Linked DNA regions of Arachis hypogaea: region 1 is linked to region 2. A link is a contact called in public Hi-C data. All regions are on one chromosome and are shown on one strand. Each heading gives the region's core, a stretch centred on a gene start, on an enhancer-like site or on the middle of the called end of the contact. The rest is flanking DNA. Distances are from core to core; before and after follow the strand shown.

Evidence for each region. A called contact is a pair of places that touch in the nucleus more often than the background predicts.
Region 1: a Hi-C map of leaf shows a contact between it and region 2, with 1.7 times the contacts expected there. The contact joins the promoter of LOC112784977 here to the promoter of LOC112783743 in region 2. A contact is called at or near these places in 2 of 8 Hi-C or Micro-C datasets (both in leaf).

The regions. Positions count from the first base shown.
Region 1 is chr20:103,597,351-103,604,195 of arahy.Tifrunner.gnm2.J5K5, reverse strand. It overlaps LOC112784977 (RING-H2 finger protein ATL74), which reads left to right and starts at 1,750. Exons shown (of 1, transcript XM_025828372.3): 1 at 1,750-3,788. The coding sequence starts at 2,737. The coding sequence ends at 3,369.
Region 2 is chr20:102,822,309-102,829,821 of arahy.Tifrunner.gnm2.J5K5, reverse strand. LOC112783743 (U-box domain-containing protein 62) reads right to left here and starts at 5,298. Exons shown (of 8, transcript XM_025826792.3): 1 at 4,555-5,298; 2 at 4,162-4,465; 3 at 3,817-3,898; 4 at 3,195-3,252; 5 at 2,642-2,730; 6 at 2,397-2,486; 7 at 2,245-2,315; 8 at 1,645-2,019. The coding sequence starts at 5,104. The coding sequence ends at 1,899.

The sequences.
Region 1 (6,845 bases), core at 501-3,000, 780 kb before region 2:
ATGAACCCTTGTTGGATCTTGATTTTCTTTAATACAATTTTGATGTTTCTTTGTTTATTGATGTTTAATTGAGTTGTTATTATTATTATTTTGCATTTGGTAGTCATAGATTTTATTAATTCTTGTTATTTACCATGCTTTCTTTTTATACCTTCTAAGTGTTTGATAAAATGTTTGGTTGGATTTTAGTGTAAAATTTTGTGCTCTGAGCTTGGGTTGAGTCATTGGAGACTCTTGAGTTATCAAACTCTTTTGTTGCTTGGTGATTGAGGATTGCTAGTTGGCTCCACTAAAACTAATCTTTGATTAGGACTTGTGGATTAATGTTGACTTTGCTCACTTGATTTTCGTTCAATTGTTAGAGGATGACTAAGTGAGAGTAAGAGACAATAATCATCACAATTGAGGATGATAATGAGGATAGGAATTCTAATTCTCATTCCTTGCCAAGACTTTTTTTTAGTTGTTAGCTTATTTCTTTTGTTATTTACATTTTTGATTCATCATCTCAAAAACCCAAAAATACTTTCTCATAACCAATAATATGTACAATTCCCTGTAATTCCTTAAGAGACGATCCAATGTTTAAATACTCTCGATTTTTATTGGGTTTGACTTAAGTGACAAACAAATTAAATTTTGATTAAGGATTATTTGTTGGTTTGGAACTATAGTTACAACCGAATTATTTTGTGAAAATTCATAACCGACGATTTCCCTCCACAACTGAACTATATAAACAAAAAAAAAAAATACAATTAATGACACCAAAATTATATTGCTAGATTTTTTATTTTTATATTTTCTTATCACTATTGCAATCATTGTATAAATGCCAATATAAGTATATCACTAGATTTTTTGTTTTGATCTGTTTTTACTTTCTTCTCCGCGTCAACCAATATTTGTTGAGATAATAATTAGGTGATCCAATTTTGGGCCCTGAACACAACAGAACGAGTGAACAATTTTAATCAGATGCAGACATGCAGTAAACGATGTAGGCCAACGACAAAAACAAGGATGTTGCCCAACCATGTTGGTAGATCTAAGAGTTGTTGGGCTACACTATGCCCATTTAAGCTTTCCCATTTTCCAGAATCTCTGTAAATTTCATTATAAAAAATTCTCTGTAAATTTTAATTTAGTTGATCTACAGATATGAATTAATTTTTGCTAGCTGCCAATTCCAGAAAATCCTGCCACTGAATAAAATCAATGGAAGCATGAACATGGGTAATGTCTCAGCAAGGGGCCAACAATTCAGCAAAGTAGGTGAGGACAGTTAAACACTCAAACGGGCATTGATGGAGCTTGCATGGAGTTAAGGCAACCCAACGGGTACATGTGTCTATCTATGAAATTATTATGCAAAATCTGAAAGCCTAGGCCACTTTGTGGACCCTTTTCTTGGGCCCATAGATTGGACCTTTCTCTTCATTTGGGGTTAGAGTGGCCCATGATGTAGAAATCTAACCACACCTTCACATGCCACAACACCAAAGATTCATTGTAAAAATTCCCTATTATAGTCACATCCTCCATAGTACCTTGATGATAATTATATGTCACAATTCACGCTGTATGATTTTTCCCCTTAAATTTTGTATGCACGTTTGGCTTCTTTCGCAATCGTCTAATCCTAAACCGTCAGCTGTTTACGTCTTTTACATTCCATTATAAATTTTGTCTTTGAGATTATTATTAGCACACATAACTTCGTTTAATTATGCAACTTAATGAATTTTTTATTCATTTTAAAATCAAACAATAAGATGACTAAGAAAAGAATATGTAGCGTTAAATCTATTGTGATTGATGCCTAACCCCAAAACAGCAAAAGCCAACCTGAACAAGCTTCTTATTGTTTTTGGTTTATGATTACGATCTAAGAATGGAAAACAAGAAATATGAGTGAACATCTATTTTTATTTCTAACATTATTTCAAGTTAATGAGTTGAGTGGAGGAGTGGAAGAAGGATTTGGTGCTTAGAATAAGTGCTTTCTTTTAAATAATCTACTAATAATTTTTGATTAGGTGGGATCAGGTGCCATAATCAAAATTCCTCTGTTGATTCTTAAAAAAACGAAGAAGAAATATAAAATCAAATCAATCTGCATGTCATATCATACATATATCTCAGTGCAATAATAACCGCAAGTGATACACACACAAACCAAAAACACAAGTAGTAGTTGGTTTTGTTGTCATGCTTTCATTTCATAACATAATATCTATGTCCCAATAATAATATTGCCTCTGCATTTTTCTAAACACTAGAAACCACTCATCAACAACAACCACCACCACCATCACCTTATTGTTCTGCATCACAGTTTCGAGTCTCTTAATTTCTGTGCTCCAAAATCTAGTCCTAGTTTGCATGATGGCCTTTTGCTTATGTGGAACAAACTTTGATTGGATTAGAGTCCACACAGATCATTAAGTGAATTGAGAGCCATGTGTTTGAGTTTATGTCTCTGTGAGAAAAGTGATTGTGTTGGTTTTTCTCACCCTCAAAACAATCACATACTATTCACCACACCACCCATCTTTTCTATGATTCCTTTCTCCTTCTAACCAAAGATGCTTCTCTGAGACTCTTTATCTATTAAGAATCCTAACGCTTATTGCCCCAACTCAAAAAAGTTCCTTCTCTCCGCTCCTTCAATCCATCAAAAAGGGTACAAGAATTCTGAGTTCTTGTTTTTTGAAACATTGGTGTCTTTCAAACATGCATATAATGGCTCTTCACCATCCACACCGTTTATTACTAGACACAAGTTCAAGCTCTGGTGATGTAAATAGGACAAAAGATTCCTCCTTAGGCGACCCGAATTTCGACACCAACATGGTGATTATCTTGGCTGCTTTGCTCTGTGCACTCATATGTGCTTTGGGACTCAACTCAATAGTGCGTTGCGCTCTAAGATGTAGCCGAAGGTTGGCTTTCGAGACCCCGGACGAAGCAGCAGCGCGATTAGCGGTTAAAGGGCTGAAGAAGAGTGCTCTGCATCAGATTCCTATAGTTGTTTATGGTAATTCAGGTGCTACTAATAGTTGTATTAAAGCCACTGATTGTGCAATTTGCCTAGGGGAGTTTATGAATGGGGAAAAAGTTAGAGTGCTACCAAAATGTAACCATGGATTCCATGTTAAGTGTATAGATACATGGCTGCAATCACACTCCTCTTGCCCAACTTGTAGAAGGTGTTTGATTGAGCAACCAGCAACAAGTTCTGAAGTTGCAACTGTGGCTGTTGCTGTGGCTGCAGCTTCAGGAACAAGGAATAGTCATGCAGATAATAATGCTTCAGGAGGGTATCAACCTGATCATGTAGCTGTAGTTGTTGATGAGATTGGCTAGCTAGTTGAAAGTTGCTGCTTAACCTTCCACTTTGTTGGAATTCACTGATGGAGGGATGAGTAATTTGACTCATTCACATCTAGATCATGAGTGTTTGAATTTCATATTATGAATGGAGACATTGCTTTTGCTAATTTGAAAAGAAAAAAGGAGTTCATTAGAAAGAGGCAAGGGATGGAATAAATGAAGAGATAAGTATATTTTGCTTATGTATTTTTTTTTCAAACTTGAATTAGGATTTTAAGAACTTTTCATATTCTATTGTGTACTTGTATGATAGTGTGAAGAATTGAGGATATATAGAGGTAGATATTAGTGTAGAAAATTTAACTTGATTTCATATATGTTTGTGCATGTTTTCGGACATGATTGTAAATAGATTGAGAAGCAAGCAATGTGCAACTATTTGGGTTCTAAAATGGCATTTTATCTCCGGTAAATAAATATTGATGCTGAACTATGTTCAAACTCAGTTCAACTTTTACTTTAGTCCATAGTTCCTTATTCCTTATCCTTTGATAAGAGTTGTAGTGGATCTTAGGTGTAATCAAGGAATATTTAAATTGATATCATATATACTTGGTTCATGATCAACATTCGAATTGTAGAACTAATTCAATTTATATGACTGAGAATAAGAATGGCATGCGACTTGGCAATCTGTCTCAGAGTAGACACTAATGCTCCCTTTTCCCCCTCCATGTGGGTAGCATATTCTTCTCCAATAGAGAGAAATCTGCAAAGGTTGTGTGATATTATCAATGAAAGCTCTTAATTTGTTATGCCTACAAAGGAGATAAGTGTCATACAAAATACAAAGAATATTAAATATTGTATAATATATCCCAAGAGACATTAGTGTATATATTTACAAGTAAAACAAAATTGTATGTAACATTACCTAATATCATGTTTACCTTAAACTACGTCCTGAATAGCACCTCAGAAAGGCAGAGTGGGAAAATCTGATAACAACACTGAATGAGAAACTAGTCAATAAGCACAAAACACAAACGATAAGAACTCTAAAATCACTATCTTTACTCGTGGAAGAGATATATCCAGACTCTAGTCAATTATTATTATATTCAAAGTGTTCTGCATAGGTAGATGAAGGTCTAAGTTACTTTGATTCCAAACTTCAAAAGTAGAGAAATTACAAGGCATAAAGAGTAACAACATGCCAACACCCTTTAAAGTAGAGAACAAAATTTCGTTTAATGAATTGGGATTCCGAGTTTTGTCACGCCGGCACCATAGTGCTAATGAAATTTAATACATTATTTTTGTTCCTTTATAGTACCATTATCAATGAAACAAAACTTCAATCAGATTCTCTCCAATTTTTATCCACCATTTGGAAGTTGAAGGACTCGAGCATTTATACCAAATGCAAATTTTCATTTATCTTCTCCACAAGAGATTGTTGACAGGTGTGGCTAGAGCTAGATGCATATTGCATAGCATATATATATTGTTGTCAAGTCATAAGAAAAAATGTAAAAATTGAATTTTATTTTATTTTATGAGTTTTGCTACGTGTACACTAAAATCAGCTACTAAAGTCAGTCATCAGTATAAAATATATATTAAAATATAAATACATATTGAAAATAAATTAAACCACACATGTATTTACACATAAATATATTAGTAGCTAATTTTAGTGACTAATTTTAGTGTACACATAATATTTTTGTAATGAGATCAGCTATAAATTGTGCTCAAATTATGATGATAGATTAACATAACATTGATGAAGGGAACCAATGTCATCATGGTCATGGACATAAGGGAGACTAATCAATAATCATAGTCATGCAGTGCTTGTCCTATTCCTGTTTGATTTGACGGGCAATTTGAGTACAAGAGCATATAGAACTCCAAGAAATCATGATTGTTTATGCTCATGGGTCATGGAATCTCAATCTCTTTGCTTCTTCTCCTATAATACCCCCTTTATGGGCTTCTTAGGCCCACATGTTGAAAATAGAAAAGGAAAATTTCATTCCATTTCCACCACTACCTTTGGATTTCAACCAAGTAATGAGAATTGTGGATATACTGTGAAGATTGAAATTGACATTACGTCAATGCTTTATTTTTCCCTTTTTTTTCTTAAAAAAAAAAAGGACCTCATAGACCATTGTCTCTTTTAACACCTGTTTGATGATGGGTGCATGGCTACTGATCCACGATACATCTTTTGTTTCATGCCTCCTCTTTTAAATTATTATTCCATTATTTGCATCTTGGTTTGAGTTGGGAAGTAGAAGACTATGCTAATTAACAATATGGAAGGAATCCCACTAAAGCACACAATTTGAACAACCACGGAAGCATTAATTTTGTCAACTATAGTAAGAGAGTGACATGCAACAAGCGAGGCAACATTTGTTTGTATGTGCGAAATTGAGTGCAATGTTGGCGAGAATCAAACCCCCTTCTCTCCTTTTCTTTTTTAAGTTGCAATCGGCACTAATTCAATTTGCGTATTTGGAACATTGCAACACTCATAATTACTGATAACAAGTTTTTTTTTTTCTTTTTTGGATTTTGCTCGGATATAAATCGATATAAATTTCTACGCATGCAAAAATGTGTTAAACAAGAGAAACAGCTTCTGCACGAGTTTTAGCCGGCCTAAATTTAATGGTTTAATAAAATTGGTTTTTCTGCATTTTAGGCCAAAAAGACATTATTTGTTTTGGTCCGACCAATAAAATACAATGATGTGGTTCCTGTGAAGGAGAGCAACAATTTGAGCGAGTTAAATAGCAAAATAGAACGATCAAGAATCAAGAGTGCATTAGTTAGTTTTCTGTTGTAGCAGTTGTTAGAGCTAGAGTCATTGACCAATTCTAGCTAAGTGCACTCACGTATAAATAGGTCACTCTGTCTAATTGATAGCTAGCTGCTTTTTTTTGTTTTTTGCATTATCAGTTTGTTTCTTTCTTTTGCAAGTAATAGTGCTCTCTAGTTCTTTCTTACTTCAACTGTTTCTGTTTTCATTCTTTCTTTCACTCTTGGTTAGTTTCTGCTTCTTGCCATTGAAGGCATATGAGAAAGCTTTCATGGTACCAAGAGTTATTGGGTTTTGATCTATGGCTTCCACACCTGAAATTTCTGGTGACTTCACCACCAACACCGCCACAAATTCTTCTTCTGTTATTGATTCTCTTCCAATCAATTTCTTCAACAAAAAATTCTTTAATCCAATCAGTGAGAAATTATGTGAGAACAATTACAAAACATGGCAACAAGTATTATTTGCCATTAGAGGGTAGGATCTTGAGGTTCATCTTTATCAAAATTGTGTTCCTCCACAATTTGATTCTACTGCAAATCAACAAGTTGGGATAGAGTCTCAACTATATAAGCAATGGAGACCAGATGATTACAATCTTAGTTCATGAATGTTAGCTTCCATGGATTCTGAATTATTCAAGAATAAAATAATAAAAAAGTATAGAAAA
Region 2 (7,513 bases), core at 4,049-6,548:
GGTGGGAGATGAGAGGCACGTTCCTTCCTGCTTTAATGGGTTTCCATATTTTCCGATTCACCTTTTCCTCAATAAGTTGTGATAATTTATCCATAGCAATGACAAAGAGGTAAGGGGATATCGGATCTCCTTGTCTAATACCTCTCGTGGGTTGGAAGCCATCTGTTTTGCACCCATTCCACATTAACTTGTAAGAGACTGAGGTTACTCCCGCCATAATGTCATCCAACATGTGCTGCAGAATTCCAAATTTCTAAAGACATTTCCTTATGAAACTCCAGGTAAGTCTATCATATGCTTTCTCAAAGTCAATCTTCACCACCATATATCATTTTTTCCCTTTCATCCTTCTCATCTCATGAACCATTTACTTAGCAATGATGATGTTGTCATGAATCATCAATCCTTGAATGAAGCTAGATTGATTTGGTGCTATTCGGCTTGCCAAGGTGGGCTTAATCTTCTCTACAAGGATCTTTGATAAGCATTTATATACCACATTACAAAGGACAATTGGCCTGAATTGTGTAATGTATTTCGGCTGATTGACTTTTGGAATCAAAGTGATTAAGGTCTGATTTACCTCTTGTATGGTTGCTGGTTCTTCCCAAAAATGTGTTATACAAGTGTAAACTGAGTACTGGATGGTGTTCCAATGTTCCTTGTAAAACAAAGCTGGAAATCCATCTTCTCCGGAAGCTTTTATGGATCCCATACTGAAAATAGCTCTACTAATTTTCTCATGAGTAGGGACAGCTTGCATCGCATCTCTGTATCGATTCTCAATCTGAGAAAAGGTATAAGTGGTTGGCAAGATAGTACTTGCATATTCATCTTGACAAAAGAGATCTTTATAATAGTCAACAGCTAAACTTTTTAACTCTTCCACATTATCACACCATCTTCCATAAACATTTTTAAGTTTAAGGATCCTATTTTTACCTCTTCTAATAAGAATTTTTGTATGAAAGAACCTATCTTCTTATTTTGTCCACTGTTGTCTAAATTTTTGTAACCACATTATCTCCTCTTCTTTAAGAATAACTTCTAATTGGGTGGAACCACATTAAAATTTATTTTACTACTAAAAACAATATATATAATGTTAAAAAACAAAAGAACCATAATTGGGTGGAACTCGTCCGATTTAAATGGGCCCGTCCCGCCACCCAAACCAAAACAAGAAAAACTAGAGTTTGGGTAATAAAGTTTTATTTTGTTTTTGAATGTTTTTTTTATTTATGAGAAGTTTCCAAGCCCGAAATGTTGATTTTGACGAAAGTTATATCTTTGACTCCATATCAAATAATTTCATATTTCTAAAACGCAAGAGGGATTTAAGAAAAATAAAATAAAATAAAAATAATAGTTGAACAGTCAACGGTGTGAACATTTAACGCATTATAAATGTGTTAATGTGTTTAAAGAACATATATACGGCAGTGTGAAGACTTATATTTTTGTGACATGCTATTTCGCTCTTTTAAAGATTCAAAATTATTCAACAACTTTGTGCACAACCACGTTTTGTTAGTTAAAGTGTCCAACCCAAACTTCAAGTTGAAACGTGAAATAGCACTTCCCGCTTTCAGAAAATACTGGTTATATCAATGGAATTGGAAAACATGCAATGCCCGTAGCTCATAAACTGAAACCAAATAATCATATTCATTTTTTACTATAAATCTGTTAGTGTATCTAATATTATCTATGTATAACAAAATGATTACATTAAATACAATCATAAATATTAAGGAACACAAAGCACAAGGCTTTCTATATTTACACGATCTGTTGCTACCACGGTTTTATTGCAACAAGGAACACTAACACTGGGATTTCAAAAGCACAATCATGTTGGTAGAGAAGTATGATCAGCTACGTTTGATGGCTCAGAACTAACGCCAATTAGGTGGCATCTTGGTAGAGGAAGGTTTTGAAGAATCATCCAAAACCTTAGCAAGGGACCGATACTGTAATTTCACACTCTCTGCATTGTCCAGTGTCTTCACCACATACCTGTAAATTTTGAAATTCCAAGTCTTTGATTAACAATGCAAGCAATTTTAAAGTGTAGCATAATGTTTGCAAGATCATTTATTATTTATTTATAGTTATATATAGCCTTTAACATCACTCAAGTTCACTTCACACTGGAAGTTAGCATTATATATTAGAAACACAAAATTTACATAAGAAAGCAATTAACTGCTAGAGGAAAAAAAATCAGATATAGTCACTAACCATCCATTAAGGCATTGTGTTGTTACAATAGCTTCACGCCCAACAAAGCGTTGCGGTGTCCTCTTGTTTCCCTGATCCAATTTCTCTCCAATTATTTATTCTGATACATTAAAATTATTCTCCAAGTAAACTCATTTATGTTTGCATACTACCTTTATGATAACACGGTCCATCACAGCAAAAGGAAATTGAACACCTCTCCCCCTTGGTGGTTCTACAACAGCTGAATCTCCAAAACCACCCTGTCCTATGCAAAACATATCTCATATTAAAAGATAAGGAAAATGTCAAAGCAACATATACATATACCTAAAAATGAGGTAAGATCCTAATCTCCTTTCATCCCATTTTCTCAACTTACAGAGACAGAAACATAGTTCAGAATGGAAACACACACCTGATCAAATCTCTCTCTTCGTCTTTTAGATGACCGGTAAAATTGTGACTCCTCTTCACGCCGATATGCCTGCACAGCAGCTCGAAGTGCTGGTCAGGGCAGTCAGCACAGGACCCACAAGAAATCAAGGAACAAATTAGGATTGTTAAAAAGGATATCACTAGTTATAATACATTTATTTGTCTTCACAAAATGAAGGTATCGCATATCCAGCATTTTGCATTTTCAATATATAAACTTTTTAGATGAAAGGTTTGCTTAGTTTTTGCTTAGTAAATGAAAGCATTGATGGAAGGGGAGTGTGTGTAGTTAGCAACTTAGTGCACTGCAAATACAGAAAGGAAGGTTTGGAAATCCTTTCAACTCTTCCTAGCCCATTTTTGTTATAGTACTTTTCCTTTTTGCGTACATTACATATAAGCAACATGAAAGCAAAACCCAAGTGCACAAAAAGTGATCAGCAAAAATTGAAATTAATTAGTATAGTATTGTTGTTCATTTAACTGGAACTTATTTGAGTATAAATAATTGAATTTGAACATAATTTGCTTACATAGGTTTTGAGATATCGATTCCTCGGATGTGGGTTGAGAACAGGTGCAGCAAGCTTTCTGAAAATGCATCACATGAACATTATCTTAGCTACATAAATACATGTGTTCCTGAATGAGAAAAGTCCTGAAGCATGATAATAAAAACATAAGTTGCTCTCAAAACTTCTACATTCTATAATATGTTGATCAGCAACTCAAATAATATGAAAGTAACATGATAAATTTTTTGCAATCACTATTCAATATCATTTTCTTTACAAACTTTGTTAAAAATTCCAGTTCCATATCCTCGAAACCAATTCAATAACCTTCCATGTTCTCAAAGGAAATGAAATTTGGAATCTATGAATCAATTTTGAGACTACTATTGTTTTACTTTTCCAGGACTTGCCATTTAAGTTACTCAGTACTACCATATTCTTATCTCCTATCCTATGTGACTCTTCATAAGTACTTATCCACAACATCCCAATTAGTTACTTTTACAATCCTGCATGTAGAGTCATACATGAGAGAAAGATGTTGAAAATTACCAGCTCCATAGTTAAAAACATTTTTCAGATGACTAGTCACAGAAAAGGTAAGTCCAAAAGTTACAGCATTTGATCGCTTAGAACCCACCATTCTAATAACATGCTGTATTCCACCTCCACCAAATGAATGCCCACAAGGTAATATCATGGCATCGTCCATAAGTGCACCTCTGTGTTTTCAGAAGATAAAGCAATCAAATCAAATAAAGCAAGCATAAGCCAGTAACAAGCCTTATTTAAAAGAAGAAAAATACAAATGCCACCAGTTTTGAACAAGCCGGACTGATTTTTTTGGCTGATGGATCAATCAACCATGTATAATTGTGCAAATGGTTGATATTCTGCACTTAAGTTTATTCATTTACCTCACACACTAGTTCTGCACAAGAGTCAATCTGCAAAATAAGTTAATCAAACTCAGAAAGAGACTTACGTGACAGGATCAGAAAGAATTGCCCTCAACGACTCCCCTGACTCGCTTGAAAACAGAACATCCTTTCTTCCACTAAACCCACAACCATTCTCATCCACCATAACTTTCTGCACAGAACCCGATCCTTCCGTGCCATGAAGATAATGTGAATAGTACTCATCACAATCAGTTTCAGCAATGGTTACAGCACTCTGTGATTTACCCAATCTCTCTCTCTGATGATGATCTTCATCAGTACCACTCGCATTGTTATGCACCAGCTGCCCCATATCACCATCCTTCCCAAACATTTCTCTAGTAGAAACTACAACAACTCAACAAAAACATCAAATTCAAAATCAAAATGCAATTGTACATAAAGCAAAAATTCAAAACTTGTCTCAAAATTCATACCATAAGACGAATGATGCTGTCCTTTCCCATTTGCCATCCGCTCTGCAGCACTAACACCACCCAAACTACCACCGCCACCACCGTTGCTACCGTTGCTACCGTTAATGTCAAGAATTGGATTCGAATTGCGCTTGCTTCCATCACCAACACCAACAAGCCCTTCATCACCTTCGACGTCATCGTCGTCATCGTCGTCATCGTCATCATCTTCGTCATCATCCCCGTCGGATTCGTCGCCGCTTGGAGTGTTGGCGCCACCATTCCTACTCCAATTGCGTGCGCCCGGCGGATCACGGCGGCCGGAGCAGTCGCCGTAGACGCTCCGGCGGAACTCAGAGCCCTGTGCGGCGAAGTACCGGTCGCGCTCCATGGAGAACATCTTGTCATCGATGAACCCACCAAGCTCCCGGGTCTTCGGGCCCGGGTCCCCGACCCGACGCTGCGGTCCCCCGCAGCTGAAACGCAAGGTTTCGTCTTGAAAAACGAGTGAGGAGCTGAGACCGGTTTCAATCCTCTGGTCGGGTACGAGACCTATGTCTTCGGAGGACATGGTGAGTGTGAAAAAGCTCCCTTTTCTTGGAAGTGCGAAAGGGAATTCTGAGCTAGGGTTTAGGGAAATTTTTGGCAGTAGTTGGTGCAAAACGGCGTCGTTTAGAGGGTGTTTGTGATTTTGAGGATCGAAAGGAGTAAAAAGTACTTTGATGAAGATGTATAATGACTTAAGCGCTTTACTGGAAGATGATTTCTACCACGGGTCGTGTTCTAAGTTGTTTCTTTTATTTATTCTGAAAACGACATCGTTTGGATGTGTTTCTCTGCTCATGTTCAAAGAAGCTATATTTTCATGGAATAAATAACTATTTCCAACAATAATTAGATGCGGATAAAATTAACCATAAAAGAATAAAATTAATATTGTGTTTATGAAAAATAAATTATGTTCGACTAAAATAATTAATTAAAATATTTAAATTATCTTCATTTCTTTCATTATCTTTAATTTTTTAAATTCTTCAACTTAACTCAATTAATAACAAAATTATTATTTTTTTTTCAAATTTTGAATACCATCAATATATGACTAGTATAATTACTACCAATACTACTACTATATTACTACTACTATTACTACTATCATTACTGTTAACACCATCATCAACACAACACAGCAACAAACAGAGACAAAAAAATGAGATAAAGAAGATAAATAGCAAGACCAACAAATAAAGAGCATGCGCTTTGTGGGAACAGTGATGAGAGGCGTGTGGCTCTGGGAGAGGTGAGTTCGAAGACGTCGCTTAAGTCCATCTTCCAGGTGTAGAGGAAGACTGATGTGGTTGGGCGGTTGAAAACAAAACCTCAACACAAGTAATTGCTTTACAATCAACACAACACACTGATCTTATATTATGAATGGAATGGATGATAACCATGATCGCTATACCCAATTTTGAGTGGCGTAACCACTCCACTGCTAGATTTGGCCAACTCGATATCTTTCTTATCGCCATCAGAAGGCCATGCGGCGTCCTTGCCCTAGTCTTGCTCCTCCCCGTCCTGATTTGGATCACCGTTTGCCACAACTACCTTTTGTCTCAGCGTCCACACCAGAAGTCAATTCTTTGCCATGGTTCAAATCCAGAGAAACCCTTAGGGTGATTTCAACATTGCTATCATGGGAACCTTAGCGGATACGACCGGCTCCAATGGCGCGGCAACGACATCATCGCGGTCGTTAATCATAAGGTCTGAAGAGGGATGAGTTGTAGACGACAATGAGTTCAGAGATTTGTACATTGATGTTCTCCAACCCTTCACTTCCTCATCCTCCACAGCCCAACCGCCAAAACTACATCACTCTCCCCCTGCACCTGGAAGAGAAATAGTGGAGTAGCCTCCAATGGTTATTTCTTCAGCTGTTTCGTGGAGGAGGAGGGAAATCGGCAGGTGGAGGCAAAGGGTCTCCTTGAGTGTGCACCGGAGGTAGGTGAGCTTCTTGAATTCGGACTTCTCGACCTGACGGTCCAGGCCCATAACTTGGGCTAGCTCTTGTTGAACAAAATCAACAGAAAAGAAAAAATGCTAAAAGAGAAAAGGGAGAAAAAGGCGTTCTCGGTGAAAGGTTGCCACCGCTGACAAAGAACGTAGAAAGAGACCCAAGGCAGAGAGGGAGAGAAAAAACAGAAGAGAGAAAGAATGAAGAAAGAGGCAACGGCGTGGAAAAGCCACCATTGCCGGCGTCGCCACCGCCTATCGCGTGTGGAGAAGAAAGAAAAGGGATCTGATAGCAAAAGAAAAAAAGGTGAGTGTATGTAGAGGAGGAGAAAATCTAACTCCGGAAGAGATGAAAAAAATGTTAAAGATAATAAAAGGGGTAATTTAGGTATTTTAATTAATTTTTAATGAAATTAATAAAATGGTAAAGTACTAAATTAGTCACCTACGTTTGGCGTAATCTTGTTTTGGTCCTTAAGGTTTAAAATGTCCTATTTGAATCCAAAAAAGTTTCATTTAGCTTCAATATAGTCCCAACGTGAGGTCAAAGTTAAATAATTAACGAAATATCCTATGTGACAGCAGTACAAGAACAAAGTCGATAATCTAGAGAACAAATACAAGCTTTAGAGGTACAAAATCAACAATAGATGCATCAATACATTTATTTATCATTCTCCTTAGTTCTATAGAAAATATTTCATTTAAATTGTAAGGAGAATGATAAATAAATGTATTGATGCATCTATTGTTGATTTTATGCTTCTAGAACTTATACTTATTCTCTAGATTATCGATCTTGTTACATCCTAATATTCAAATCCTTATGCTCGAGTCATAAGTCAATGATAATAAGGTGGTACGACTCTTAGGGTGGATTATAGTAAGAATATATATGTGTGTGTGTGTGTGTGTGAAAGAACTAGTAAACGAGAACCCTGAAAGGAAAACAAAATAAAATCGC